Regions from separate parts of the Mus musculus genome. Here regions 2, 3 and 4 are each linked to region 1. A link is a contact called in public HiChIP or PLAC-seq and promoter capture Hi-C data. All regions are on one chromosome and are shown on one strand. The core of a region is the stretch at or near the end of the contact, and the rest is flanking DNA. Distances in the headings are between cores, read along the strand shown. Region 1 holds the start of Slc44a4 (solute carrier family 44, member 4). Region 2 overlaps Tnxb (tenascin XB). Region 3 holds the start of C4b (complement component 4B (Chido blood group)). Region 4 holds the start of Msh5 (mutS homolog 5).

Region 1 (5,457 bases), core at 1,835-4,334:
AGTTTAACAAGATCGAGCCCCCCCTGATCTTTGAGTGTAACCAGGCATGCTCCTGCTGGAGAAGCTGCAAGAACCGCGTGGTGCAGAGCGGCATCAAGTGAGGCGCGCGCCCCGGCACCCTGCCTCGCCTCCGCCTCCCCTCCCCTGGGGCCCTCCCAGGTGTCCCACACTCAGTGTGACTCCCTCTCCACCTCTAGGGTACGGCTGCAGCTCTACCGGACTGCCAAGATGGGCTGGGGGGTCCGAGCCTTGCAGACCATCCCCCAGGGCACGTTCATCTGCGAGTAAGTTCACTGTGAGGCCGTGGTGCATGAGGGCTCTGCTGACCCTAGAGCTCCATGTCAGGATACATGTCTCTGCTCGCCCACCGAGTGTATTTCCAAACATCATGTCCCCCCTTTACCTGCACGCTGCCTAGATGGAGCATGCCTGTGGCAGACAGATCTGTAAAGTGGAGAATAGCTTTTTCCTGTGCACTTCCTCCCCTCTGCCGTCAGACTCACCTAGGTTCTCTGTGGCCTTTAGAGCAGAGAAGCCCCTTCACCTGCTCCGAGGACCTCCCAGTTTCTCTGTTCCCTCAACTTCTCAGACACCCACTTCTCTTGGGCAATTCCTCTTCCAGCCACATGGGGCGACCTCATGACTGATGTAGCTGCGCAGAGCCTACCACCTGTTTGATAGTTCCTGGTGCACACACCTCCTAATGTCTAAGCCTGGCAACTTTCCACCCAGCCAGCCACCAGGGATGCTAATCCCCAGAACACAGGCTCACACACACACACACACACACACACACACACACACACGTCATCTCCCACCATGCCTGCTCAGGTCTTGCAGGCTCCACCTGTACAGAGCCTCCCACCTGCCTGTCTACAGCTGCACAGCGACCCCTAGTGGCTGGACCATGTCCTGCATCTCTCCCCTGGGCTCTGAGAACTGAGTGGGAAGGTGGGGCCGGGAGCCCTGCTCACTGTTCATGCAGAACTGAAGTTTCCGTCCAACAGGTATGTAGGAGAGCTGATCTCTGATGCCGAGGCTGATGTGAGAGAGGATGATTCTTACCTCTTCGATTTAGATAACAAGGTGGGATGCAGCACCTCTGCCCTCAACTACCAAAGGCTGCTTTGTGCAGCCACCTGTAACATCTGGGACTGGAAGCCTGGGTGGAGGGACTGGGTGTCACTGCAGGAACACTAGCCAGGCAAGTGGATAGAAGTGGATATTAAGAACACTGTGTCTCCACCCCCAGGATGGCGAGGTTTACTGCATTGATGCCCGTTACTATGGCAACATCAGCCGATTCATTAACCACCTGTGTGACCCCAACATCATCCCTGTCCGGGTTTTCATGCTGCACCAAGATCTACGGTTCCCACGCATTGCCTTCTTCAGCTCCAGGGACATCCGGACTGGGGAGGAGCTGGGGTGAGGAGCCAGCCTGAGGGCACTGACCAGCCTTTGGTGTTCTTTTTTTTTTTTTTTTTTTTTTCCCGGTTTTTCGGGACAGGGTTTCTCTGTGTAGTCCTGGCTGTCCTGGAACTCACTCTGTAGACCAGGCTGGCCTCGAACTCAGAAATCTGCCTGCCTCTGCCTCCCAAGTGCTGGGATTAAAGGTGTGTGCTACCATACCCGGCTTCCTTTGGTGTTCTTAGGTGTCCCTTGGAAGGCTTGTTAAAACTGTGTAAGGCAGGAGTAGGAACATACATTCATGATCACAGCACTCAGGAGGCTGAGGCAGGAGGATCACAAAGAGTCTGGGCTACAGAGTGAGACCCTGTGTCAAAACAAAACAAGAGAAGTCCAGGTTGCCCTGGTATCACATGCCTGTCATGCTAGTGTTTGAAAGAGCTTGAAGCAGAAGTACCTACAAATTCAAGGCCAGCCTGGGCTAACTACAGAGTTCAGGACAGCCAGGCCTATGTAGAGAGACCCTATCTTAAGCAAAAAACAAGAAGGGGGATGGGGGCTAGTGTGGGTTGGCTGGATGGTTGAGTATACTAGGCCCTGGGCAGGCTGCATCCCACTTCCCGCAGAGCCTCGGGAGAGTCTGGTCACAAGGCAGGAAGGCTAGAAGCCTGCATTTATGACAGTTCTCTGGGAGTGTGAGTCAACAGAGCCAACAAGGACCTGGAGTCCATCTGCAGGAGTGGTTGGGTGGAAGAAGGTGGATCCCTCAAGAGGGCTCCTGGGCTCTATGAGATGGGTTTGAAGTGTCTAGATCCAAGGGCCAAGAGCTCCTGTGTTTCCTCTGCCAGCTTTGACTACGGTGACCGATTCTGGGACATCAAGAGCAAGTATTTCACCTGCCAGTGTGGCTCTGAGAAGTGCAAGCATTCAGCGGAGGCCATCGCCCTGGAGCAGAGCCGCCTGGCCCGGCTGGACCCCCACCCGGAGCTGCTCCCTGACCTCAGCTCCCTGCCCCCCATCAACACCTGAGGACTCTTAAAATCCAGGCCGGGCACTGCCCTTCAGACATTTCTCCATCAGAGACCCCAGTAAGGCCTGGAAGGTCGATGGCCCCTCTCCCAGAGCTGGTTTCTCACTGGGAGTGCAAGTGACTTCAGGGCTGGCCTTCCCCACTGAGCCTGGCCTCAGTTAGCTGATTGAAGTTGGGCCTCTGCCAGCTGATTTTCTGTGTTCTCAATAAATGTTGGGTTTGGTAATAAACTGTCTGGTGATTGTTTCAGGACGATGAGGACTATGGGGCTGAGGGGACAGTTGGGTAGGAAGCAAGCTGTGGCTGTGGGGTGGAAGAGAACAGCTGTGGGGCACCCACTGGCCACAGGGGTTTAAGGAAAAGCAAATCACAACCTAGAGGTTTGGGTGTGCCACAGTTGAAGTACTCTAAACAATTATGCAGTGTTTCCTTATCAAAGTGCTCCGGTTTCTTCCTGCTGCGGTCCGTAGCAGACCCGGTAAGCAGCTCCTGGGACCCAGTTCTGAGCCCTGGTACCCCTGGGCTGGTCAAGAGTTGAGATCTGAAAAAGGAACTGTAGAGGACCACAGGCAGGGGCGGGGCTGTGACGTCTGGGAGGGAGGGCGGGGCGGGCGGCAGGTGAGCGGCTAGGTCTCCGTGGCTCCAATCACTCCGGAGACTGAGCCATGGGGAGAAAGCAGAATGAGAACGAGGCTCACGGTAAGGCTAGGGGCAGAGGCCCGGGCTCTGGAGAGAGGTGGCCGGGCTCTGCAGCCATGGCAGCTGAGGTTGGATCCTGACAGAGGAACTGGAGTCCTGGGTCTCTGAGGAGCGGCTACAGGAAAACAGGAGTCAAGGAAAAGAGACAGAATCAGGTCCTGGAAGGATGGTCTGAGCCGCCAGAAAGATCTTGCATACTAAATGGAACCTGGATGAGCAGGAGTTGGGGCTGGCGTCCCTGTGTGGCCAGCGGAGTGGGGAGGTCAGGCCTGGGCTGTAGGTCCCTGAGGGCAGAGCCCTAGCAAACAAAGCCTGTGTGGTTAGGAGGCAGGTTAGGGTCCCGATGCTCTGGACTTAGAGTCCAGCAGTGTCCTGCGCTGTGGTTGCTGGGGGGGGGGGTGTCTGTCAACCCACACCCTGTGAAGAGGCAGGAGCTGAGACTCCTGTTGGGATCTGTGTGAAGAGTTGGGGAGATGGGCCTCTGAACTAATAAAGTCCTTTGAGGAGTAGGGGGCTGGAACCCCAAACTTCTGCAGTCAGCCTGCTAGGATTCCTGTGAAATGGAGGGCCTGGGACCCTGAGCTGCTGGGGTCTGCATGCTAGAGTCCCAGAGGGGGGGGGGCAGGTACCGTGGACTAAAGGAATTCTTGTGAGAATTTGGGGTGGGACCCCGAGATGCTAGGGTCTGCCTGCAAGGACCCCTGTGAGGAGTGGGGCCTAAGGTGGAGAGACAACTGACACCTGCCTTCAGGTTTCAGTTGGGAAGAAGTGTGTATGTTGGTGTATCTAGAGCACTTTAAGTAATCGGGGCCAGGGCTGTGTGGAAGGGGAGGTCTGAGGGGAAACAGGGGAGGCCTGTTTCCAGAACTGCTGAAGTAAAGGGCTGGAAATCTTTCCCCCAGATCCTGAGACTGGACGGGGAAGAGAGAGGGCTGAGGGTTGGGCCTCCTCTAGGTGGGGCTGGTGTCCCCTAGAAGACCGAGTAATAGCCAGAGCACAGAAAACTTCCTGGAACAGCCTTGGGTCAATCATTGACCCTGTGTCTGTGAGCCCGGGTGGGACAGAGTCCAAAATGCCCACAAAAGAAGATACCTGCCCCAGGCTAGCCCACCCCTCAGCTGTCCCTCAGTGCCCACCAGGACCCTGGCAGCCTGGCCCCGCCCTGCCCCGCCCCCTCCCCTGTGTACTCAAGGAGGACCAGGAACAGGACGTGGCCACAAGGCCACAACCACAGCAGCCGGCTCAGGTGTCAATCTGGCTGGCCACCCAGAGCCGTGCGGTAGCCGGAGTGGGGTGGTGGTGGTGGGGCGGTCTTCGGAGCTCCCATTGCCCTGCAGGGTTTCATAGCTTTACTATCCTTTCTTTGTCATATCCTTGGGCCAGAGGGCTGAGATAAGTGATGATGGTCCCCTGAGGGGCTCCCAGACTGGATAGTCCAGAGATGACTTGGAACAGGCTGGAGGACAGAGATAGGACTGGGGTCTGCGAGCCACTAAGAGGGAGTCCCAGAACCTGGGTTACACACTACTCAGAAGCCTTGAGTCCCTTTAAGAACCACTTTCAGAAGCTTATTCTAAAAACCAGTCAGGAGGCTGAAGCAAGTTTAAGTCCAGCTTGGAGAACTCAGCAAGATCTTGTCTGAAATACAAAGTAAAATTTAAAACAAATGGCTGCGGCCTGGAGACACATGCCTTTAATCCCAACACCTGGGAGACAGAGCCAGGCAGATCTCTGTGAGTTCAAGGCCAGCCTGGGCTACAGAGATAGTTCCAAGAAGCTAAAACTTTACAAAGAAACCCTGTCTCCAAAAAAAAAAAAAAAAAGTAAATAAATAAATAAAATAGTTGGCTGTGGTTACAGTTTAGTGGCAGAGCACTTGCCTCCCATGTAAGAAACCATAGATTTGATATCTAAGATTGCCAAAAATAAAGGCCCCACCTCCCAGCTGTTGCCCAGTAGCAGTCACAAGCTGGCAACCATGGGGCTGCTCTCTGACCAGGATACTGCTAATCCAGGTCCAGTCCTGTTAGTGAGCTAGACAGGCGCCTGGGACCATTGAGTGTCTGAGAGCGACTGGATGTGGGGGAAGAGACCCTCAATGCCTTATTCTCTACTCCCCCCTCCAGGGAATTCGGCCAAATATGACCCCTCCTTTCGAGGCCCCATCAAAAACAGGTGAGCTACGGGCAGTGGCCCCGAGAGATGTGGGGAGGATTTGGTTTAATGCAAGAACCTGGTCCCCTGAGGCATCTGTGTTGTCTAGAAGGACTTGAGGGGACTCGGGGTACTGGGTCACTCTACTTCTGGACTTGGGTGCT
Region 2 (5,457 bases), core at 1,599-4,098, 210 kb before region 1:
TTCAGAGGTGTATACAAGGGAGAGGATGTGATGAGGCCAGTGTGTCCGTGACTCCTTCAATCAGGTACTCACTGGCCTGTGTCCCGCCCTCTCCTCCCCTGAAGGAAAGTTCTTCATTAACAGCTACATTTAGACCCAACTTAGGTGCCATCAAAATAATCTGTGTGAGGTGCACCAGAAACACACTTGCACATTTTCCTAGCATGGACCCCCACAGTCTAGTTTCAGGACTTTTGTTCTGACACCCCCAAAAGAAGCTTTTGATCTGGCTAGGCATAGTGACACACACACCCATTATCCTTGCCCTTGCAGGACAGAGAGAGCAGGAGGATCAGGAGTTAAGCCTATTCTGTATCTCTTCAGCAGAAGACCACCTTGGCTTATGTGAAGCCCAGCCTTAAAAAATAAAATAAAATAAAATAAAATAAAATAAAATAAAATAAAATAAAATAGCGTAAAGGAAGGCTGAGCTACGATATGCCAAGGCCTTGAGAGCCAAGGTGACCTGACCTGTCTGATTTCCAAAGAAGACCGTGGAGAAGCCCTGGTGATTATAAACAGGAAGAGAACATGACCAGGCCTAGACACAGCCTCCTTCTGACCCATATTTAAGAGCGTTGGGACTTGGAAATTCCTTCCATAAACAGCAAAGATTCTGTTTTACGTCTTCCCCAGACCCCAAAGAGGAGCCTACTGATGCCTCTTCCCTGAAACCTCGCCTGGAGGAGCTGACTGTGACAGATGCCACCCCTGACTCCCTGAGCCTCTCCTGGACAGTCCCTGAGGGGCAGTTTGACCAATTCGTGATCCAGTACAAGAACGGGGATGGGCAGCCCAAGGTGGTTCGGGTGCCAGGGCATGAGGACCAGGTCACCATCTCAGGCCTGGAGCCAGACCACAAGTACAAGATGAACCTGTATGGCATCTACAGTGGCCAGCGTGTGGGCCCTGTGTCTGCTGTTGGGGTGACAGGTGAGTGGACAATGGAAAACTCAGGTAAAACTCAAGAGGAGGTGACCTTAGCTCCTTGGTGACAGGAGTGGGGATGAGGGCCATGGACAAGTATGTGGCCTACTTCCTTTCCCCTAGAGCTGGCCCCTTCTCCTAGGCAACAGGAAAATGGATGGTTTTATTGTGCTGGTAGAATCCAAGTCCCCTGGTAGCTATGGTTTCTGCCTCCTTCCCAAGACCTGAGGACAAAGAACCCTGCTCACTTCTTCTTCTTCTTCTTCCTTTTTTTTTTTTTTAAATTTAAGATTTGCTTTATTTATGAGTGCACTGTCACTGTCTTCAGACACACCAGAAGAGGGCATCAGATCCCATTACAGATGGTTGTGAGCCACCATGTGGTTGCTGGGAATTGAACTCAAGACCTCTGGAAGAGCAAGTCAGTGCTCTTAATGACTGAGCTGTCTCTCCAGCACCCCCTGCTCACTTCTCTGTCTCCTTCTCAGCTGCAGAGGAAGAGCCTCCTAGCCCCACAGAGCCCAGGACAGAGGCCCCAGAGCCCACAGAGGCCCCAGAGCCCACAGAGGAGCCACGCCTAGGAGAGCTGACAGTGACAGGATCGTCCCCAGACTCCCTGAGCCTCTCCTGGACCATTCCCAAGGGAGACTTTGACTCCTTCACTGTCCAGTACAAGGACAGTGATGGGAGGCCCCAGGTGATACGTGTCAGGGGCCAGGAGAGGGAGGTCATCGTGAGAGACCTGGATCCTGGGCGCAAGTACAAGATGAACCTGTATGGGCTCCATGAGGGGCGTCGTGTGGGCCCTGTGTCCACCATAGGTGTGACAGGTGAGTGTGAAGTGGGGCTATAGAGTATCTCCTTCCTCAGGGGTGTGTGGTCACCTTCTCGGTTGTTTTCCCTATCCCACAAGGCTAAGATTGAATTCCCCTTCACAGCCTTGGACTTTGTTCAACAGCTGCCTTTGCCTCACTCTGTTGTGAACACAGACACACATGCACACATAATCACACACATGTACACACATGCACATCCATGCCCATACTCACACATATGTACACACATATGCACAGTCACACATGTGCATGCAAACTCACACATGTACACACACACAGTCTCACACACACACAAACACACACTCTCACGCACACTCACACACCACTTCAGTACCTTGATGGCCCCATGCTCTGTGGCATTGTTAGGTGCTAATGGGAAGTAGGGTGGGCACTTGGTGGGGAAAGCACTCACTGGGGACATTTTCTTGGACCTGTTTCTTGGCCTGGACTCTCCTGGATTTCTTTTCTCTCCTCCTGGCCGCGGCTGTGATGTGTGCTGCTCTGTTCCACTGCACCCTCCTCCCCACCCTCCACCATACCCTCCTCCCCACTATAGTGGGCCTGCACCTCTGAAAGTGAGAGTCCAAAAGTAAAAAGCAAGAGGAGGGAGAGAAGAGGGACCACAGGCCGAGAGTCCTATAAGGGTGCTAATCACAACCAGCCGGCAAGCATCACATTGTGGAGAGCCAGAGGAAGGGAGTGCGGCCCACAGCGCCCACGGCAGTGCTTTGTGAAACAGAATGTGGTGTTGTTCTGAGCACTGCTGGGCTGCCTTTTTTTCTGGTTTCGTCTGTTCTGCACTGTGCAAATGTTCCAACATGGCAAGCATTTCTCCTTCCCCTCTACACATTCCTTTTATAATCACAGAAAAACAGAAAAATGCAGTGTCTCTTCCTTAGCACCCCATCTGTCTTCCTGTCACCCTGGCAACGCGGTTCATTTCTAATTCTCAGAAAATTAAATTTGCCAGTCCCTAAGCAGCGAGGGAACAAATCACAATGAGCACTTGGGCCCCTGGGTCATTGTCACACAGCCTGCTTTACCGGAGATGTCAAGAGCAGATCACTGTGTGGGGCAGGTCAGGCTGCTCAGCCACGGAGCAGGCAGCCTGTGGCTCTCTGTGCCTGTGACCGTCTAGGTAGAGGAGTCATATCTCACAGTCCCTGGCTTGACAGGTCTTGTTTCTGCCTTTGCTCTCAGCAGACTGCAGGCTTGTGGGGCATGGGGTAGCTAGAGTTTGCGACTGGGGGTAAACTGTTCCTTCTTACCCTTGGCTCAGGATCCTGTCTCTTTAAGTCTTGTCATTCCTCATAAGGCCATTCTCAACTCACGGCAAGAGGAGTGGTCCATAAGGGACACATATCTCCTGCTTTCCCATATCCCCTCCCCCAAGTCCTTCGCCCATTTTCCCACCTCCCTCACTGTCCGTTCCCATCTCCCTCCCACTTACTGATATGATTCAATAGTCTCTTTTCAAGCCTGTATTTTCATGGTGTGAGGGACATGACAGGATATGCAAAGCTTGAAAACCAGCGAGTGAGAGGCTCAATCTAGCGTTTGAGCAGTAACCACCATTAGCAACTGTGAGTGCTTATCTATCCCATGAGGCCTTGGGCACCATTCCTGGCACACACACTACCACCACCAAACCCACAGAAGCTGAGGTGTAAGCTGTAAGCAAGCTTCCTGCTCTGCACTCTCAGGCTGCACATTAAGTCTGCAGCCTGAATGCTCCCACACAGCCTAAGTGATCCCATACAGCCTGAGTGCTCCCATGCAGCTGGCTGTGCTCCCATGCAGCTGGCTGTGCTCCCAAGCAGTTGTCTCTTACTTTCTGGGTGCCAGTTGGATGCTAGTCATTTACCTTGTGACCACACAGTCTTCACTAATCACCATTTTAATGGTCATTTGATGCTTTTTGGTGAAAGGCCTGTAGGAAAACCAGTCATCATCCATTGTGGGTCATTTGGGTCCTGACACATTTTACTGTCGTGAAGAATCTTGTTATGAATTCTTCCATGGTGTAACTTTCCCCTACTTTTAATAATTTTCTTAGGATAAATGCCCAGAAGTGAGACTATTGGGTCAGAGGAAATGAGCAGTGCTTTGGCTCCTGACACACATGCTCCAGTTGCCTCCTGAGGATCTGGAAATGGGCAGTCTGACTATCAGATGGGGCGGCAAGAATAACTCAGTCCTCTCCAGCCTCCAGTGACCAGATGGCTGCTTTGAGGCCACCTGAGTCCCCAAGCCTTCTACTTTAGCTACTGGGTGTACTTTGGGGACCCAATTCTCTCGAGTCGTAGGACCCTGAGAAGGAGATCCCTGTGCAGAATCCCCAGAGAAGCCACTCCTGGAGGATCCAGTAATGGCAGGATCACTACTCCCCAGACTCCCCAGGACGGCCACTTTGACTCTACAAGGCTAGGGATGGGCGGCCTCAGAGGTACAACCTGGAGGCCAGGAGGACTGTGGGGAAACTGGAGCCCCAGTCACAAGTTCAGAATGTACCTGTATGGGTCCATTTGGGGCCTTGAACCCCGCTCTGTCCATCATGGGTACATCCAGCCTGGACTAAGAAGCTGTCACCTTGTCACCAGCTACCTGGAAGCATTTGTTCTTAGCAAGCACTTCCTTGTGCCTGGGTCACACCACAGAGCAGGTCAGATGTAACCAGTCCACCTAGAGTCTATCTGCATCCCTATCAAGCTACTCTGTCAGCCTCATTCTAGTGATAGTACTGAACATAATCAACTGAGAGAAGTTTTGCTTTCACCCAGGTTTTGATGGGCTGCCTTGCTCGTTCAGAACCTGTCATGGATTAGCAAACACCTCAAAGCAGACTGGAGAAAAAGAGGAATCTCAGTCTCCCCGTCCTTTTCAATGGCACATCCTAAGCAACCTGGGGAATGTCTACCAGGCCACACCTCTTAAGGGACCCTGCTTCTGCCCTGTCACCTTAGAGACCAGTCATTTAATGAGTAGCATCTGAGGGACAGATGATCCTGACTGTGAGGCCAGTGAACAGCTGAGCCTTGAATAGCCCAGCTTCAGACAACAGAGATGTTAGCACTCCCTGGGAATATGTGACCCAGGAGTCCTCACAGAGGCTCTGTCTCCATGGAAACAGTGAAGGAGGTGCTGGGATACAGTTTTACTTAACTGTACACCCATCCTGTGTATCAGCAAAGTTACAGGTGATGGATCCAGGTGCAGACTGCATCTAATGAGCCTTGAGCCTGGGAGACTGCCAAGTTCCTGAGCAATGGGTTTATTATAGTCACACCAAACATGAGCTTGTGATAGGGAAGACTAGGGACAAGAAAGGACCTAGAAGGGTCACCCAAAACCAGCTTGCTCACAGAGAACTAGTGAGACTGAAGTCTAATAGGCATGAGGTCAGGAGCAGCTTTAGAAAAAGTGAGTCCAAACTTGTGCAGAGAGCAGCAGGCTATAAAAGCATGGTCCAGAAAGAACCAGATTTTGTATGACAGCCTCTGAGATCTTACGACACAGTCGGGATATCCTGGGAAGCCCTGGGTTCTGTGCTGAATGCTGGCATCTGGCATCAAAGATGGGTATATGCAAATCTTGGGCTGCAAGGTGGAGCAAGACAAGAAGGGGCAAGGAAGGAAGGTAGTCTAAAGGCAGGAGG
Region 3 (5,457 bases), core at 775-3,274, 170 kb before region 1:
CGAAGTTGGGAAGGACTGAATAAGGGTGAAGAGATGGGTGGCCAGGTACTAGAGACAGGGTCCTCCCCTCAGGCTGCCCACCTCACCCTCCTGTACCCCATACTTCAGCACTCACCATACTTCTTCACTTCAAAGTGGGTGCTCCTATTGGACTCCAGTCCATCTGAGAACCTAGCTGAGATCTTCCAGGTCCCAGGCCTGAAAATGGACAAGGGAGGGAGTTGAGCTACCCACCGACAGACAGCCATGGCCTGAGTGAGTCCAGGCTACCCACCCATAGACAACTTTAGTGTGAGTGAGTCCAGGCTACCCACAGACAGCTATGGCCTGATTCCTCCAGAAGAAAGCTGTGGTATGACCAGAGATCTGGGAGGGGCAGGGTCAGAACATCTGGAACGTGCCTCTGTCTGTCAGAGGTGGTGGACAGTGCCAAGGGAAGCAGGCCTTGGGGTGGTACAGATAAAGGGAAACCCTAAGGTGGGAGAGCTCACTCTGAGATGTCTGGAATGGTGAAGGCATCTTGGAAGATGGATGTGGAAGTAAATATCTCCTTCTTGAGTACACGGAGGCCATGGGAGTTCTGTGAGGGGAGTCGATGTGGTCAAGTGGGAGGTCACATCAGTGCACAGTGTTGGGAGGGTCAGAGGTCAGACACTCACCTCCACTGTGATGGTGAGGAAATCAGTGGATGGGCGCATCTTTTGATCCAGTGCAAAGACCCGATAACGAACTAAGAGAAGGATGAGGGAAGGTGGGGGTGAGAGGTAAGAGTCCTGAGCAAACCGAATGGAACTGCTGCAGGGAGACAACGGGGACTTAACTGCTAATCAAGCCCCTAGGGTGGCTCTATCTGTGGAGTTGCCTTACATAGAAGGCACCAAACATGCCCTGAGCAGCCTGGGAGAGACAGAGCAAAGGCCCTGGGGCTGGAGGCTCACCCCGCTGCCCCGGATTATAGATAGGCTGATCGGTCTGCACAAAGATGTGGCCTCGTCGGGAAGAGAAGAGCAAGTTGACACCCTGAGTCTCTGTGGCTTTGAAAGCTGTGTTCCTTAGCCACGGAGACTGAGCTACCAGCTGGATGTGGGGGGCTCTGCGCAGGTCAAAGAGGCCACAGCTCCTCACATCTTCCAGTGGGACCTATCAAGACAGAAGGAGACTATCAGACAGAGCAAAAGGAACCCAATACAGAGCCTAAGGTAGGGACAGCAAGGCCATTGTGCCAGAGGAGAGAGAGGCAGGAAGTCATTGAGGGGGATGGGAAGGAAAAGGCAACAGAAGTGCCAGGCACAATGGCTCCCGGCTGTAATCCCAACACTTGAGAGGCCCACAGTAGGGTCACTGAGCAATTTCAACCAATCTAGGTTACACCCTGAAATCCCATCTCAAAAGCAAAACTAAACAATAAAACAAAAGGCAACAGGCAAACCAGGTGTACTTGTAAATCTTAGCACTTTGGGGGCTGAGGCAAGAGGACAGCTGTGAGTTCAAAGCCAGCCTATGTCACATAACAAGCTCCTGTCTGCTGCTAAATAAGCAGACAATGGGGTGCAGCAGAGAGACCTGAGAAACAGCAGGGGTGCTGGTACTGGTTACCTCAAGGCTGAGCAGCACAAAGTCATCTCCCGAGCTCAGCTTAAAGTCCTTCTTTGGGGAGCAGGAACCACCCTTTGGGTTTCTGAGGAACACTGATCCTTTTACCTCCTGTCCTGGAGGGGCATCCAGGAGCTGTACCCCCACCGACAGGGGGGTCCCCAAATTAACCACAGAAGGGGAAAACAGGAGCAACCTAGGAGAACAGTGAGGTACATCTTCAGACCCAGCCGAACCCCACCACCCCGCTCTCCCTCACCCCTGGCCCACACAAACGCCAGTGTCTTCCCCGGGACCTGGGCTTCTGCAGGGATGAGGCACAGAAGCTGAACACCCAGGCCAGCCCCCAGAGGAGCCGCATGGCTGGAGGATTCAGGAAAGGTCAGACCTGTCTGGTCTGACTGTCTGCTCCCTTCTGATCAACCTAGGGTTGGGGCAGAGTTTGATCTGGACCTTGCCCCTCCCTTTGCCCCATGAGCCGGGAAACCACGTGATGGCCAAGAAACAGAACTGGCCCTAGGCCCAGAGCTGGGGAGGCAACCCAAACACCAGGGTCTCTGTAGAAATCTTGGCCCCAAAATTGATCTGGTGCTTGTTTATTCCCAGTACCAGGGACTTCCCCTTGTGTGTGTGTTTGTGTGCGTGTGCGTGTCCCTGTGCATGTGCGTGTGGGTGTGTGTGTGTGTGTACGAATACATGTGCTTGCCCATGTGTGCGTGTATTCAGCTCCAACATGACACATAGATAAGACAGGTAAAGGTCCTAACAAAACTAGAATGGGTTCCCCAGTCGATGGCCTCATATTCAAGGCAGCCTTCTGCTTGGTATGGCTCTAACAGAAAGCCTATAGCTCAGAAGATGAGGTACACTCTCACCCCAGACAGGGAAATTGGCCTGAGTAAGCCTTGTTCTCTCTCTAAACAATGATGAAATGCTCAGCCCCAAGTTGGGCTTCACACAGCCGTACATACACCACACTGAACAAAGGACACAGAAAGAAGTGCAGGCACGAGTATTTTATTTGGCAATTTCAGCCTGACGTGAAGGGCAGAGTTTTCTACTCCCTGCTCCAGTGTCTCTAGCAATCCCACCTTCTCATCCCCTTGGCACGGCTCCTGACTCCACACGCACAGAAGCAAGAGCTGCAATGCCCACAGCCCGGCTCAGGTAGAAGCCCAGCTTGCAGCAGTAGAGCCTGGCACCCACTGCGGTGACTTGCTCAGCCACCCTGGAGTGGCACTTCCAGGAACCTCACTCAGTGAGTTGCAGAATCCAAGCATTGGCTCCTCATGTATCTGGCAGGCGAAGGAGGGTTCCAGAAGTGGTGGGGACACTGTGTAACAGAAAGACAAGACTGGAGCCAGCTGCCTAGACCCAAAGTGTGCAAATCCAGAATTTAGTTCAGTCTTCTCCCGAGTCCGGGAATGAGAGAATCTTGGCTTCACTGATGACAGAAGCAACACTTAGGGGGACACCAACCCTGGGTCCCTGCACGTTTCCCAAGTCTCAGGACTAGACTCACCAGTCCACCAGCTGGGCTCCAATGAGGTCGTGCACATGGTAGGCAAGACCTAGCCGCACTGCCAAAGGGGCCCTGCGGCCCAGGAGCTCTGACAGGGCAAGCTCCCAGTACTTGGCCTTCCACACCATGCTCAGTACAGCCTGGCGCCCTGGAGGAGAAGGTCCAGGAAAAGGAAGAAGTGAGTCAAATTTGGAGACCTAAAGACCCCCCATGGGTGTTGCTCCTCAGGCACCATACCTTTAACAAAGCACTCGATGAATCTCCCAGCTCCAGGCACAGCCAGCCACCAGCTTCCAGCATCTCGGACAGTGAGGACCCCAGCGTTCACCAGGTGCCTGCAGGTGGTAGGCGGCCATGATGATGCAGCCTGGGCTGAGAACCCTCCCTTCCCCTACTGCTGATGCATGGACCTTGAGCTTCCAGAAACACAGGCAACCCAAGCAGGGACCCACTTACCCTGTTGGGTCCACTACTGCTGCCTGGGTGTGAAGTGGGGTGGGGTGGGTGTGGGTGTGGGTGTGGGTGTGGGTGTGGGTGTCATATACTGTCTGGGCAGGTACACAAGCATGTAGAGGCTACAGGTTTACATTAAGCATGTGCAATAACTGTTGACTTCTAAAAAGACACTTTTTATGTGTATTCGTGCTTTGACTACATGTTTAGCACATGCATGCAGTATCTGTGGTGGCCAGAGAGGGTACAGGATCCCCTGAAACTGGAGTTATAGACTATTCAGGGCCATTTTGTGGGTGCTAGGAATTAAGCTTGGGTCCTCTAGAAGAGCAGCCATTGCTCTTAAACATTGGGATATTTATTTCCCTTTTATTTTTTGAGGCAGTGTTTCTCTGTGTAGCCTGGCTGTCCTGGACCTTGCTCTGTAGACCAGGCTGACCTCAAACTCTGAGATCCACCTGCCTCTGCCTCCCGAGTGCTGCGATTAAAGGTGTGCAACATCACACTTAGCTGGACCTTATATTTGTGATAGCGACTCTCACTGAACCTGGAGCTCATTGGCTTGGGTGCACTTTGCTAGCCTCTCTCCTGACTTCCAGCACGGGGGTCCCAGGCACCTCACTGTGCTCAGCTTATGGGGGTGCCGGAACTGCAGCTCGCTCAGGCCCCCATGCTCACACAGCATGGACTTTTCCAAGCAAGCCAGCTCCCCAGGCCTCTTGGTGGAGACTGCTTGCTCATAAAACAGTGTCCTTGGGAAGCCCTCCCTGAGCAAAGGCTCTGAAATGTGCCTGAGGAGTAAGCGTCATCTCTGGGCTCACCATGACCTATGAACTCTCCCCACTCTGTCCCTGCTACTTCCCAGGGGAGATCAGTGAGTTCCCATACCAGCAAGTTAGAAAGCAGGAGGCCTGACACAGGTGTGGTACCCTAAAATCCTTCTGTACTGAGACCTTGCCTAGTACTTTACAGGGGACCCTGTGAACTTGAATCTTTAGGGATCCTGTAGCCTCTGCCATTTTCTATTCTCATGGCATTGTCAGGCATAGCTCCAGCAAAGCCTCATATTGGGCAAGCCTCTAGCTCTGCCGATTTCTAGTCCAAGGCTCTCTTGCAGGGTGGAGTACATTTCACTTTACAGAACAGAGGCTCACTCAGAAACGCTGCTAGAGGCCTGACTTACTGACCCCACCACATCTCACGTGATCTCTGGGTCCCTGAAGCCGTACGTCTGTGTCATCTGATCCTGCTGGAAACTGAGGTCCCCACAGGCTGGGAGCACTGAGTCCAGGAACTTCTGTACCACCCCAGCACATGGTAGGCCTTGAGGACCTAGAACCAGAGTTGATGTCGGTAGCCAGCATGAGCCCATCCCCCACCATGGCTCTCTATCTCTGACTCCCTTCTCCTGGGTCCTTCTACTTCCCTTTTTCCCTGCTTCCTTCTTCCCTCCCCCACACTTCCTTCCTTCCTCCCCATCTTACTAATTACCAGAACTCTGTGCCCTCTATGAGATGTGGGTTAGACATAATGTCAGTTATTTCTATGCCCAGCTTCCCTCCCGAGACCACCACACTGGTGTACTCCCCACCCCCACCCCTCCCTCCCTTCTCACAGACCTGGGTCCTGTAGTCTTCTTGAAGACAATTCCATGAGCATCCAAGTCAAAGCCTAGCTGGATAATTCGGATCTCTCCCAGTTCTTGAAGCTCCTTCTGTCTCCACAGAGATGAGAGGGGAAAGAGAAAGACAGGGTAAGACAAGCAGCCATGTTCTGAGCTCTGGGGCAGAGAATCTGATTTCGGGGAGGGGGTGATGGGGAGGGAGGATTAGGACATTTACCATGGAGACACTCAGGTGACCATCAAGCAGCTGCTTCCAACCAGTCAC
Region 4 (5,457 bases), core at 1,571-4,070, 130 kb after region 1:
CACACACACACTCACACAGAGAAATACACATGCACACACCCTTTCTTCTTAGACCTCCCAGTCCTCTTTACTTTGGTTGAGGTTTGGATGAGTCACCTACAATACAAACTTCTTGAATCCCAGGATAGGGACGCCAACATCATAGTCTTCCAGTTCAACCCCAATTCTTCTTCGACTCAGGAACTTGAGCAGTCCTCCAAGTGCCCGGACCTGGGAGGGGATCAGCAGTGAAGTTGGATGAAGCCTAGTGTTCCAGAAGCTAGACGACACTACTATCAGGAAAACCGTGATTTTTACAGGGCTGGGCAGTCCAGTCACAATTCTGCCCTGTGGCTGGGAGCTCATGCCTTTCCCCAGCTGCATCCTAGCCCTCACCCCATGACCCAGCTCACCGTGAGGACACAGTCAAAGGGAATAATGGAGGAGAGGAAAAGGATTTTCTCAGTAGCAGTCATGGAGTCTGAGATGAAGGAGTAGTTTCCGGAAAGGAGACGCTGTTTGCTTATCTCTGGACCTATTTGGGGAGGATGGGGAGTGAAAGGTCTCATAGGTCCATTCTCTTGCCCCAGTTTAACAATAAGAACAAATCTGACCATATGGCTTGTCCAAGGCCATAGAGGTGGTTAAGGAAAGCTAAAGAAAGAATCAAAACATACAGATGTAGTCTCATTCTTTCGGTTCTTTATGTAATGTAGATGTCTGGCTATAAGCACAACCTGAGAGAGACAAGTGACTCAGGAGGCAAAAGGTCAAGATGGCAGGGATTGTGGATATATATGGAACTAATACTAATACTGCCCATTTCCTGTATTTCCTGTCCTTTTTGCAAACCTGGAAGTTTGCAAAGTAGGGAGTGCCTTATGGACCATGGTTCCCAGAAACAGTGCCGTTTCCTTTTTAATGCAACAAAGGACTTTGGCTCCAACGTTCAAAACTGTTTTTAAGAGTATCATCTCTCCATTTTCTTCCACTCCCCCATTCCTCACATACCTAACCCCATAGTTTCTCAGTAAGTTGTACTAAAGATAGTAAAGGTGCAGGAGAGATCTCGGGGAGACTCATGATGGGGTGTGGGAAGCAGCTTCCAGATAAGAGTACATGAGGCAAGGTTTCTGATAATAGGAGCTCCTTTCAGAGAAAGGACAGAGGCCCTGGGATGGGGGCTGGTAACATAAAAGGAAGGAGCTACCAAAATCCACGCTTGGCAGAAGTATGATTTCAGGTCCCTTTGGCTCTCTGTGCTCCTCGGAGGCTGTGGAGGCAAGAGGCCACAGTCTTGTACAGTTCAGGCCTGTCATTGTCCCATGCTCCCTCCCAGCCAAAGATTTAGTAGTCTATTTCCATTTCCCCTTCTCTATGCAATCCTTACCAAGCTTCCCTAGAAATCGAGTCATAGCCTCATCCTGTTTGGCACTTGTGACAACAGACTGGGGGTTGATTTCATCCAGAACTTGAAGAGAGAAGGAAGGTGCCTGATGAGTCGAAGGATATCTCCACTGTGACTAAGAGGAAAGTGGTGGCTCTCTTCCTGCCACTGTCTGTTCTCCTCAAGAATTTATCATCTTAGCCAGGCATGGTGACACATGCCTTTGACCCCAGCCCTTGGGAGGCAGGGGAATCTCCATGAAATCAAAATCTGCCTGATCTACACAATAGGTTTCAGGATAAACCAGAGCCACATAGTACATAGTGAGACCCTGTCTCAAAAAAAAACCAAAACCAAACTAAAGTTATTTTATGTCTGTAAGGGATGGTCTGCACACTGGGAGCGCAGTGGAGGAGACTTAGTAAAGGCACGGTGGGAAGGAACAAGAGTGTCCTGGAAACTATCACTAAAATCATGGTTTGCCAGGGACAAAATCTGTAGCATTTCACATACAGTAGGTACCTAATAAAGTTGTGTTGAATAAGTAATTCCTAAATCAGGTGACTATAAACTACATGAGGATGTATGAGTGAACACACGTCCCACCCCAGAGGAGAGGAATGCAGGGCTCTGTCGCACCTCTCTGGAGAAGCTTTAGGCTCTCGTGGTCTGGGGCATCTGGCATGAAGTGGATAGTGGAGTCACTAGTGTCATAGTAAGCAATGCCCAGGTATCCCGAGCTCCACAGCACGCACAGATGGATCTGTCCCGCGAGGAAGGAAAGGGGATCGATATCTGAATCCCTCGGAAGGGCATGGATTGGTCATCCCTTATTATTAATCATTTAACCAAATCTCGGAGATAGGCACTCATGGGGAGTTTAGTCAACGTGAAACGGGGTCGGCTCAGCCTCTCCCAGCCCTCCCAACTCCGCGGACACCTCGGCGGGCTCCTCCTCGTCCTCTTCCTCGATACCTCCAGGCCCCGCCATTGGGGGCTGAGGGCTGGGGAAGCTGGCTGAGGGGATTCCGGATCTGGGTCCGGGTCCCGGCGGCGTCCGGCCTGGGGTCGCTCTGAAAGCCATGGGCTCGGCGACTCTGAGGACATGGGAGGGGAAGGAGGTCCAAAAGCAGCATTCAGCAGGCGGCTGGTGCGCGGGCTTTCAGGGGACAGGCGCGGGGGCTGCCCCTTTAGGTTGGGAGCAGCTCCGAGCTACTGTCCCACCCTCATTCCTGTCACTCGAAGCCGTGCTTTGGAAGCTCTGACGGAGCGCGCTGTCACGTCAAGTCTCTCCCGCCACCCACGCCCTTACAGCCGCAGCGCGCTCTCCTGACCCACCCCCACCCCCTCCCCCACCCCCACCCCACTGGAGCCGCCAATTCGCAGCACTTTCCCGCCTTTTCCGTCACCTCAGCCGCGACGATCCACCTCCCTGACCAACCGCCGCAAGCCTGCAGCCTGTAGGCGTGGGCCGCGCGCGCTCGCCCCGCCCCCTTAGTGGCTGAAAGGGTCTGCTTAGCCATCCAACGGGAAGGCGGTGAGGACGCTAGATGTCGATTGGTCCGTTTGCATTGGGGGCGGTGCTAGAGTGTTCAAAATTCCCGCCCTCTGCCGTTGCTAAGCAGCCGTGTCGCAGAGCTTTGATTGATGTTGGGCGGAGCCCGCCCTAAACTAAGGTCCCCGCCTGGAAAAAGGGTCTGGGCCACGGTGGAGAAGGCCAGAGCCCGGAGGCCGACCTTAAAGGGCCAGAGGCAGTCTTCCTCCTTCCTGAAGAGTGGAGAGAAGCAACATTAATTCAACCTGTGCCAACAGCAACAACTCCGTTAATATTTGTACCCACTAAGTTAATATTTATAAAAAACTCAGAACAGTGCCCAGCAAACAAAGTAAGCGCTACATGAGTGTTTTAAATAAATAAGTGGAAGTAAGAACTAACTCCTGTTTCAGACCTACTTTGCCTGTTTCCTGATTGCAGGAGATGATCACCAACCACAGGAGCAACACGGGGCTTGATTATTTTGGAACCCCTGAAGAGGAAGTATAAGTATCTGAAAGACACTAAATTCTGAAAGTAGACCTAATTAGAACACATACAACCATACTACAGTCCTCTCACCCCTAAGGACACAGGGTATCTCTGACTGATGATCCATCTGGATGGGAAAGAAGGAGAAGGAAGGAGTTTCTGAGGGAAAGAAAAAAAACCATACTTTACAAAACAATAAACAAACAAACAAAAACTTCAGTGCTGGCTTAGCAGGTAAAAGTACCTTCAATTTTGTACCCAGATTGTCCTCTGTCCTCCATACCTGTGCTGCTTGTACACACACACTCACACTCACACTCACACACCACATAATTTTTTAAAAACTGTCCTAGCTACACTAAACTAAGATCCTGCCTGAGGTTCAGAAATGGCATGAGGTGACCTGGCTCTGCTGATCAGCGACTGGAAAAATCATCTCCAAAGGGGAGCAGGTCTAAGGGCTGGGTTAATGGTTACTCTTGGCAAATTATTGAGCAATGGAGTTATGGAAACCTGGAAGAGGTTATTGGTGACAGCTCTGGGGAGTGGCAGAGAGGGACACACCTTCCATTCTGGGGTATGAAGAGATTAGGGACTGGTTTACCAAGAAGAGGAAGGGATCAGACCCAGGAAGAGAAGGCAGCAGAAGAAAAGAAGAGCTGGAGAAAGAAGAAGTGGGAGCTCAGAGATAAGATGGCAGTCTACATTTTTTTTTTTTTTAATGCAGTCCTGGCTTCAAATCCAGGAGCACTGCTGGGTGATCCCAGGACAGAGCAGCCTGGAAAATAAAGGCAAGATAACGCATTTGTGTGTGCGTAGCAATTCAGGCAGCCACAGTCAATAGTGATGATCAGAGCAGCTGCGGCCATAAAGACAGCCAAGAGAGGCAGCCAAACCTGTTTGAATCTAAAGTTTCTCCCAGCGATCTAACTGTGAGCAGATTGCCCGCTGGCCACTTGCTGACCAGAGGGAAAAAAGGAGGTGTCTGGGAAATAAGGCTTCATGGAAGCCATCTCTCTTATCAGTGGGAAGAGGCTCTGGTGCAGATCTCAAGGGTCAGCATAGAGGGAACATTCTTAGGACTCAGCTGGGGCTCACGCATGAGTCAGTCTACAACTGTCTGCAACGCTGTAGTTCAAAAGCCCAAACACCAAGTATATTCTGCCTTCCTGGGGAGGAGAGAGATAAGCCAGCCCCCCCCCCCGCCCCCCGCGCCCCAGGGAGGAGAAAGCTCTCAGAAGAGGAAGCACAAGAGGAAACCACTAACTAACTGCTGTTCCAGCAAACATGCATCAATTCACCTCAGCCCTCCCTGCCTCTTTCAGTTTCCAGCCCAGTCTTTCCTCTCTGTCTTTCCAAGTCCAGAATATTTTCTTCAAATATGTCTGTATATGTGTGTGTGTGTGTGTGTTAGACTGAGAAGAAAAGAAAGCTAGTCGATAGTAGAGAAATTTAGAGTGTGGAGGTTAGATATTGGCAGACATATTTTAGGTTTTTTTGTTTTTTGTTTTGTTTTTGTTTTTTGTTTTTTCGAGACAGGGTTTCTCTGTATAGCCCTGGCTGTCCTGGAACTTACTTTGTAGACCAGGCTGGCCTCGAACTCAGAAATCTGCCTGCCTCTGCCTCCTGAGTGCTGGGATTAAAGGTGTGCACCACTATGCCTGGTTTTGTTTTTGTTTTTAAAAAAGGTAGAAGTAGTAGGCAGGGCAGTGGTGGCGCATGCCTGTAATCCCAGCACCTGGGAGGCAGAGGTAGTCGGATTTCTGAATTTGAGGCCAGCCTGGTCTACAGAGTGAGTTCCAGGACAGCCTCAACCACACAGAGAAACCCTGTCACTAAAAACCAAAATACACAAACACACACACACACACACACACACACACACACACACACGAGTAGTAGAGCTCTCTTCAGTAGCACTCACACTAAAATTGGAAAGATACAGAGATTAGCATGGCCCCTGCGGAAGGATGTCACGCAAATTTGTAAGGCATTCCATATTTTTATTTGCCTGTGCTTTATCTAAAATCATTTGTATAGGTGGGTAATTAAAAGATACTGAAGT

Evidence for each region. Promoter capture Hi-C pulls out the DNA fragments that hold promoters and counts their contacts. HiChIP or PLAC-seq counts read pairs in DNA pulled down with a chosen protein or histone mark.
Region 2: a promoter capture Hi-C map of liver shows a contact between it and region 1, with 2.4 times the contacts expected there. The contact joins the enhancer-like site here to the promoter of Slc44a4 in region 1. A contact is called at or near these places in 4 of 39 promoter capture datasets (the 3T3-L1 cell line, cranial neural crest and liver), 1 of 15 datasets of contacts at CTCF or cohesin (large pre-B cells), 1 of 484 Hi-C or Micro-C datasets (embryonic stem cells) and 1 of 115 datasets of contacts at active chromatin or transcription factors (bone marrow-derived dendritic cells).
Region 3: a contact with region 1 is called in a promoter capture Hi-C map of liver, with 2.4 times the contacts expected there. The contact joins the promoter of C4b here to the promoter of Slc44a4 in region 1. A contact is called at or near these places in 2 of 39 promoter capture datasets (the SN4741 cell line and liver).
Region 4: a contact with region 1 is called in a FOXA1 HiChIP or PLAC-seq map of pancreatic cancer cells. The contact joins the promoter of Msh5 here to the promoter of Slc44a4 in region 1. A contact is called at or near these places in 12 of 39 promoter capture datasets (the 3T3-L1 cell line, the HPC-7 cell line, the SN4741 cell line and 7 more), 5 of 115 datasets of contacts at active chromatin or transcription factors (bone marrow-derived macrophages, embryonic stem cells, extraembryonic endoderm stem cells and 1 more) and 3 of 9 other capture datasets (adipose tissue, liver and pancreatic islet).

Annotation. Positions count from the first base shown.
Region 1 is chr17:34,911,382-34,916,838 of GRCm38.p6, forward strand. It overlaps Slc44a4 (solute carrier family 44, member 4), which reads left to right and starts at 3,085. Exons shown (of 21, transcript NM_023557.3): 1 at 3,085-3,139; 2 at 5,266-5,314. The coding sequence starts at 3,106. It overlaps Ehmt2 (euchromatic histone lysine N-methyltransferase 2), which reads left to right. Exons shown (of 27, transcript NM_145830.3): 23 at 1-97; 24 at 198-284; 25 at 1,008-1,086; 26 at 1,253-1,428; 27 at 2,259-2,692. The coding sequence ends at 2,439.
Region 2 is chr17:34,697,418-34,702,874 of GRCm38.p6, forward strand. The region is part of intron 16 of Tnxb (tenascin XB); the gene reads left to right. Among named protein-coding and RNA genes, the nearest start is that of Gm24389, 12 kb to the left of the region's middle. Within about 2 kb of position 2,849, at least 67 of the 459 cell types and tissues checked have an H3K27ac peak or open chromatin away from gene starts, as enhancers often do.
Region 3 is chr17:34,741,873-34,747,329 of GRCm38.p6, forward strand. It overlaps C4b (complement component 4B (Chido blood group)), which reads right to left and starts at 2,025. Exons shown (of 41, transcript NM_009780.2): 1 at 1,890-2,025; 2 at 1,597-1,789; 3 at 939-1,140; 4 at 660-730; 5 at 492-580; 6 at 116-198; 7 at 1-15. The coding sequence starts at 1,954. It also overlaps the pseudogene Stk19-ps1.
Region 4 is chr17:35,043,925-35,049,381 of GRCm38.p6, forward strand. It overlaps Msh5 (mutS homolog 5), which reads right to left and starts at 2,821. Exons shown (of 25, transcript NM_001146215.2): 1 at 2,776-2,821; 2 at 2,307-2,463; 3 at 2,006-2,129; 4 at 1,370-1,450; 5 at 1,190-1,252; 6 at 393-514; 7 at 101-210. The coding sequence starts at 2,450. It overlaps Gm23421 (a small nuclear RNA gene), which reads left to right and starts at 5,294; the gene lies at 5,294-5,397.